Regions from separate parts of the Zea mays genome. Here region 2 is linked to region 1. The links are chromatin contacts, called in public Hi-C maps. All regions are on one chromosome and are shown on one strand. The core of a region is the stretch at or near the end of the contact, and the rest is flanking DNA. Distances in the headings are between cores, read along the strand shown. Region 1 holds the start of LOC100383632. Region 2 holds the start of LOC100276825.

What was found. A called contact is a pair of places that touch in the nucleus more often than the background predicts.
Region 2: a contact with region 1 is called in a Hi-C map of ear, with 2.3 times the contacts expected there. The contact joins the promoter of LOC100276825 here to the promoter of LOC100383632 in region 1. A contact is called at or near these places in 4 of 25 Hi-C or Micro-C datasets (ear, endosperm, leaf and 1 more).

The regions. Positions count from the first base shown.
Region 1 is chr4:151,117,953-151,121,537 of Zm-B73-REFERENCE-NAM-5.0, forward strand. LOC100383632 reads right to left here and starts at 1,632. Exons shown (of 10, transcript NM_001176280.1): 1 at 1,262-1,632; 2 at 90-324. The coding sequence starts at 1,461.
Region 2 is chr4:151,252,133-151,255,489 of Zm-B73-REFERENCE-NAM-5.0, forward strand. It overlaps LOC100276825, which reads left to right and starts at 1,666. Exons shown (of 6, transcript NM_001150534.3): 1 at 1,666-1,832; 2 at 1,931-2,001; 3 at 2,883-2,968; 4 at 3,039-3,145; 5 at 3,338-3,357. The coding sequence starts at 2,920.

The sequences.
Region 1 (3,585 bases), core at 382-2,881:
TGATCTTTTTCCTTTCAAAGATATCCATATGATTAAAAAGGTGCTAAAATGGGTTGCTTAAAAAGAACAAAGCCTTGAAAATTTCTCACATTATCTACTGACACATCCTGAGCACCTGGAGTTTCCCATGCAAGCATCATATCAAACATCAAGCGGCGAAGATTCTTATCGGCCAAATAATCTGGACGTGTTGTAACTTCATGAAGAGCTTTATGGCAGCAATACTCTAAAAGGTCTCTTGCATATGTATTAGCCTCATTACAACTGTGTGGAAAATCAGTCTCAAAGCTTCGCTGTAAGTTCTCAATTGAAAGAGCAAGAATCCTGAAATTGTTAAAGTTAAAAAACAAAGCACTTTCACTTCATAACAGAGCATCTTGGCAGGAACCAAGAAAAATCACATCAACAACAAAGTTATGATTAGATATGAACTTGAGAGGATATAGGATCATGAGCCGATTTTAATATTAGTGCTAACTATGCCATACTTCTTGGAATAGAATTGGTTTATATTAAAAAATGAATTCAGCTTAAGTTGGTCTAATTGTACCCACTTTAAGTACCTCTACCTCCGCTCGCAACATGCCCAAACTTAATGAGAAACTCCATGCTGAAATTTAGTGTGAACTTGGCAAGTTTAAATGTGAAGTGCACATATCCAGCAATAGGTAATTTCAACCCTATTGGATTTCTGTAAGGAATAATTGTTGACGAGTAGAATATGTTGGTTTCTCCATTCCTTTCACTAATTGATATGAAGAATAAACCTTGGCACACCTTGGCACAGGATGAATATACCAATTTAGGGGGTGTTTGTTTGAGATTATAATCTGTCCAGATTATATAGTCCAACTTATTTTGAACTAGCACTTAGTTCACAGCTTATTTTGAACTAGCACTTAGTTCAAAATATATTGGATTATATAATCTGGGCAGATTATTATCCCAAATAAACACCCCCCTTGATGCTGAGGCTAGCAAAATGTTGAGATTGGTCTATCTTTTCCAGCAATAGCCCAATGGGGTTCTCTGTACTGTAATTCTATACTTCTAGTACCAATCTAAGTTTGGGGACAGCAGCAATCTGCTGCATTGGGGTATAGTTCTAGTGCGATCCTTTGGAGCCGTGGTAAACACACCAATCACGATCACAAAAAAAAAAACATTCGTGTGTATTCTCTGAATAAGCAGTGGATAGCTCACATCGAACTTCTATAGCCAACCCCTAGCGGAGTATATTCGCGTCAGACGAAGACGCTACCTTGAGCAGCGGGACACGACGGAGTTGGCAACGGAGGAAAGCTGCGGGATGCTCCCGTCGCTGCCGCCCTCGCCATCGATGACCGTGGTGGCAGAGGGGGAAGCGAGGAAGGCGGCGGCAGCCGCCGCCCGGCGCTGGGCGAGGCGGGCTAGGAATGTGCGGATGGGCTTCTCCCGCATCCACGCCTCCACGATCCCCATGCCGGCCGCCCTCGCCCTCGGTTGTCCCCGATTCGGTTGCTTCGACAGTTGGATGGAAGAGTCGCGTTCGTGCCTTCGTTTACTGTCACGCGACTCGGGAGTTTCCGGCTCCGCCGCGCCGTAACGGCACAGTGCCCTTTGCGTGCTGGGCTGCTGGCTTGTCGACGAAACAAGGACTGGGAGTCTGGGAGCCGGTTCGCCGCTCTAGAGGGGTGTTTGGTATGGTGAGAGGCTAGGGGCATGTTTGGTTTCCTACCTAAGGCGCCACAATCTGCCTAACCTTAGGCGCTCGAATTGAAGAACTAAGGTTAGGCAGAAAAGTTTGGCACATTGTGGCGTCTTAGGCATCAAACCAAACAACCCCTAGCTCCTCCAACACGGGCTCAGCTACCCTACAAAGGGGACGTTTGTTTGAGGTTTAAAAATTGTTAAATTATATAATTTGGGCAAATTATAATTCTAAATAAACACTCCAAAATATTTTGTAGAATTCTTTTGAAGAAGCCAACTAAGGCTATTTCCATTCTGTTATATGTTGTCATTTGGATGGTTAAAGTTTTAATGTATATTATCTCGTGCCTAAGTATTATCTCTTTTAAGATACATAATTCTCTTTCATCTTAACTATCTTGTCATATCATCAAAAATACTTATGTGGCATGTATTTAATATGTAGTGATATTATGGTTTGGGAGTAACCTAAGCGTAAGTACACAAACTTTGGATGCGTTTTCTAAGGACGTGTACAAAGCATTTTAATGCATCGTATCTTGAGGTGTGTCTAAGGGGTAAGTGTAAAAAACAAAGACATCATGTCTTCATGAAAACACACATCTGGCTCAGTTTTTTAAGCAAGACGCAACCTCACTAGTACAACTCACATAAATAGGTCATGTCTTAGATATTTTTCTAAATAAGACATAACATTTAGATACACCTCATTGTACCTATAGTGTCTTGGTCGTGTCTTCTATTTAAAAACTGCACCACAATGTCTAGGTTGTACATGCCCTAAGTATATAGAGAGTTGTGTGAAAACGAGCTCTTGTAAACTCCTCAGAGCAAGTATAATAATGGGCTCTAAGTCTGTTTACATGACATTTTTGCTTATGTGGAGGAGAGAAAGATCAAAAAGTAAAGAAACTGGACTCTCATGCAAGAGACAGCTGCTATACGGGTGAAAGGGAAATAGTCTTACACCTTTTCCTAATTGATTTTGGTGGTTGAATTGCCCAACACAAATAATTGGACTAACTAGTTTGCTCTAGATTATGAGTTCTACAGGTGCCAAAGGTTCACATCAAACCAATAAACAAACCGAAAAAGGATTCAAATATAGAGAGCACAAGTCAGCCAAAGTGTGCCCTGGTCTGGCGCACCAGACTGTCCGGTGTGCCACCGGACAGTGTCCGGTGCACCAGGGACTCCAACTCCGAACTGCTCACCTTCGGGAATTCTGGAGACCGGTCCGCTATAATTCACCGGACTGTCCGGTGTGCCAGCGGAGCAACGGCTACTTCAGCGCCAACGGTCGCCTGCAACCACATTAAATGCGCTACAGTGCGCGCAGAAGTCAGGCACGCGCCAGAAGGCGCACCGGACAGTCTACAGGACATGTCTGGTGCACCACCGGACTGTCCGGTGGCCCAGAAGACAGAAGCTCCAACGGTCAGAATCCAACGGCTGGGTGACGTGGCAGGCGCACCAGACAGTGTTCGGTGGCGCACCGGACTGTCTGGTGCGCCATGCGACAGCAGCCTTCACCAAACGGCTAGTTTGGTGGTTGGGGCTATAAATACCCCCAACCACCCACCTTTTATTGCATCCAAGTTTTCAGACTTCCCACACCTTACAAGAGCTATAACATTCAATACAAGACACACCAAAGAGATCAAATCCTCTCCCAAGTCCAAAGATCATTCCCAATCAAATAGTGACTAGTGAGAGAGTGACTTGTGTTCATTTGAGCTCTTGCGCTTGGATTGCTTCTTTTTCTCATTCTTTCTTGTGATCAACTCAATTGTAACCGAGGCAAGAGACACCAATTGTGTGGTGGTCCTTGCGGGGACTTTGTGTCCCGTTTGATTGAGAAGAGAAGCTCACTCGGTCTAAGTGACCGTTTGA
Region 2 (3,357 bases), core at 416-2,915, 130 kb after region 1:
TCAAATCACTAACACAATCGATCAAATGTGTGGAGGCGGAGTCTGGGAATCTTAGAATGCTTAGAGAATGCTTGGTGTTCTGCTACATGCGCCAAGGGGTCCCTTTTATAGCCCCAAGGCAGCTAGGAGCCGTTGGAGATCAATTTGGTAGACAATTCTTACCTTCTGTCGAGTGGTGCATCGGACAGTCCGGTGCATCACCGGACAACCACTGTAGCAGTCCGGTGATCGATTTCCTTCCATACAGGGCACAACCGACCGTTGGCCCTCCGGGCTCGTTGGCACACCGGACAGTCCGGTGTGCCCAACCGACCGTTGGCGCGGACCACGTGTCGCGCGTTGATCGCGCGGACGACCGTTGGCCGCTGGCGCCGTTGACTCACCGGATAGTCCGGTGCACCACCGGACAGTCTGGTGAATTATAGCCACGTCGCCTTTTTCTTTTCTCGAGAGCGACGAGTTCATCGCCGATGACTTGGACGCGTGCGCAGATGACTCACCGGACAGTCCGGTGCAGCACCGGACAGTCCGGTGATTTATAGTCGCGTCGCTTCGCCATTTCCCGAGAGCAGCCAGTTCACCGTTGACCAGCCTGGGGCACCGGACAGTCCGGTGTGCCTGGCCCGAGCTGGTTTTGACTGTACATAGCCAACTCTTTTCCAACGTCTTTCTTCTTTTCTTGGCACTATTTCTAGCACTTAGATAAACATGTTAGTATTCAAAAACAATTCACTAAGGGTTGATTTGGTCACAAGGGGATCTCGGGAGGATTGGAGGGGGTTAAGGGGAATACCTTGTTCTTTGATTTGCACTTCTCACTAATTTAGCATATAAGAACTTAATTAATATGTGTTGGACATCTAATCACCAAAATACTTATAGAAATGACCCAACGGCACATTTCTCTTTCAACTGGCTAAACTCATACCGACCTGGCTCGACTTCTAAACCAACCAAACATATGGTATATGTTTTGTTGGCTAGATAGATATAAACGTGGGTTTAGATCCAACAACCATTATTCAACTCTTGTACATTATTTTAACTTTTTAAAAAGAAAAACGGGTCCAAACAGGATGCTTTAATCGGGTGAGACCTGAACCAACCCGTATCGGACGGATCAGATCTTTTGATCGCTTAATCCAACGGCGAGTTAACAGGTGACATGAGCATCTTCAAAAGTTTTTTTTAGATTTCACTCTAAATTATTATTTAGAGAGTGATTTACATAAAAATTATTTTTATAACTTTTTAATCTCTAATAATCTTTCTATATCTTGTTTGCACTTTAGAGAGTTATTTATGTTTTCTACATTTATCTAACAGAAATCCGGAATAAAAGATAACTATATTTGACAAATACAACCATTTAGATAAATTATTAATGTATTTCTTTTAAAAAACTTTATTTATATAAATTAAAATAATATAAAATGACTTTTGGATTTGCTCTTAGCCTGCTTTTGGTTCATGTTTCGTATTGTAGCTATCGTGATTTCATAACAGTATCGCAAATTTTATTTTTAGCGTTTCACCTATTCAAGTTGGGCCTCGGTCCCAGGGCCCAGCCCTCAAGAGTCTTGCCGCTCCGCGAGGCCCAGAGCAGATCGACGCGAATTGAGATTCCGCTTCTCCAATCGTCCAATCTGACAATCTCCATCCTCAGATAGAACAGCCTCCCAAGCGACAGAACAGCCTCAGGAGGCACCCCCGCGGTTAGTCTCGAAGCTTCCGTTCGGAACCAGGGTTAGGGTTTCGCGTCCTCCCGTCGTCATCCTCAGCCATGTCCGGGCGCGAGGTCCGCGAGTACACCAATCTCAGCGACCCCAAAGGTGTGCGCCTCCTTCCACTGATTTATCGATTTGCCTACCCTGTTTTCCCCGTTGGGCGTTCTCATCGAATTCCCGAGTTTGGCTCCGTGCATGTGCAGACAGGAAGTTTGGTAAAGGGAAGGATAAGATCGACGATGAGGACATCACCTTCCAGCGCATGGTTGCAAAGGTTAGACCGAATCGTCATGCAACGTCTGTTCCGGCTTACTGTTTTGTTGTACTGCATACATGTATGCTCGTTTTAGGATTTTTTCTGGATTAAATGTAGGTGTTAAGCAATATAGTCATTTCGAAATTTTAATTAGCCATCCAGCTACCTACTTCTGTCAAAAATGTTGCGCTGGTGTTTCTTCCTTGGGGGTGGGGGATGGCAATGGTACTATCAACAAGTTATCTATGCATTAGGAGGTAATTACTATTTAGTGTTGTTGTCTGCTGATAACTAAGTTATGTGCAAGTCTCACAGTGAATAATTTGGATTGTTGAATGGATCTACATGCTAGGTTGAACCTGATTTCATGTACTGTTTATTTTATTTTCATTTTTACAAGGACTAGTGGAGAAGTTAGATAAGGCAGGGGCACGGTGGCAGTAGATTCGAGTTGTTTTTACTGAGCCCAACTTTCAGAATGTTAACGAGGCTGTTAAGAACCAATTTGAATTGTGACAAAAAATGCAGCTTGCAACTGTAGTTAGTTTGTTGGCTTTATGCAGTGAGAATAGGCCTAGACCTTTTGGATCTAAGAGACAATGTTGTGTCTCAGCGAACCATCCATGCATTTGAGCAATTTGTGATTTCTAAATGCTTCGTAGATGTTTCTGTTTTAGACATGCATCCTAGAAATACATTTCGGTTGACTTTGTGGTGAAAAGATTTAGGCTGCAGTCCTGCAGCATTCTTCAGAACAATGCTATTTTGTTGGTAAAATAACATTTTTCGTTGGTTTTAGTCACACGAGGATGCCTTGCTTTTACTTAAATGCTTGATCAAATGACTAAGCATTTCCAATAGGTATCAGTGTACAATGTTCTTATAACATGCCCTGACAGGGATTTTGGTTCTCTACTCGGTGGTTGATACCAACAGATGCAAGAGGTTGCTGGTGATAGGGGAGGCTACCTTCACGGACGAGGAGGTATTTCATGCTTCTTTTATAGGAAGACCCCTGTAAAGTTTGTAGCTCCCTTGTTAACCTTGTTCTTCAGCATTGGACAGCGATGATTTGCTTTACCTGAAAGAGCAAATGGAAGCTGAAGAAGATGCAGAGCGCCTTCTTCGTCATACTGAGAAGCGGGCATTTGCTGCTTTTAAGATATCCTTTATTAATCATCAACAACTTTGCTTTTCCTGTTATACAGTTAATGATACGGTCTGATTAATATGGTTCAGTTAGCTTTTCTGGAAACTTTTCGCACCTTTACAATTCAGTTTCCTTCCGTTCAAATAGTGCAATAGAAACATGTGGTCTAAGCTATCTCTTTGCTATCTTTAACTCTGACATTACAAAGCAGCAATTTTAGCTGA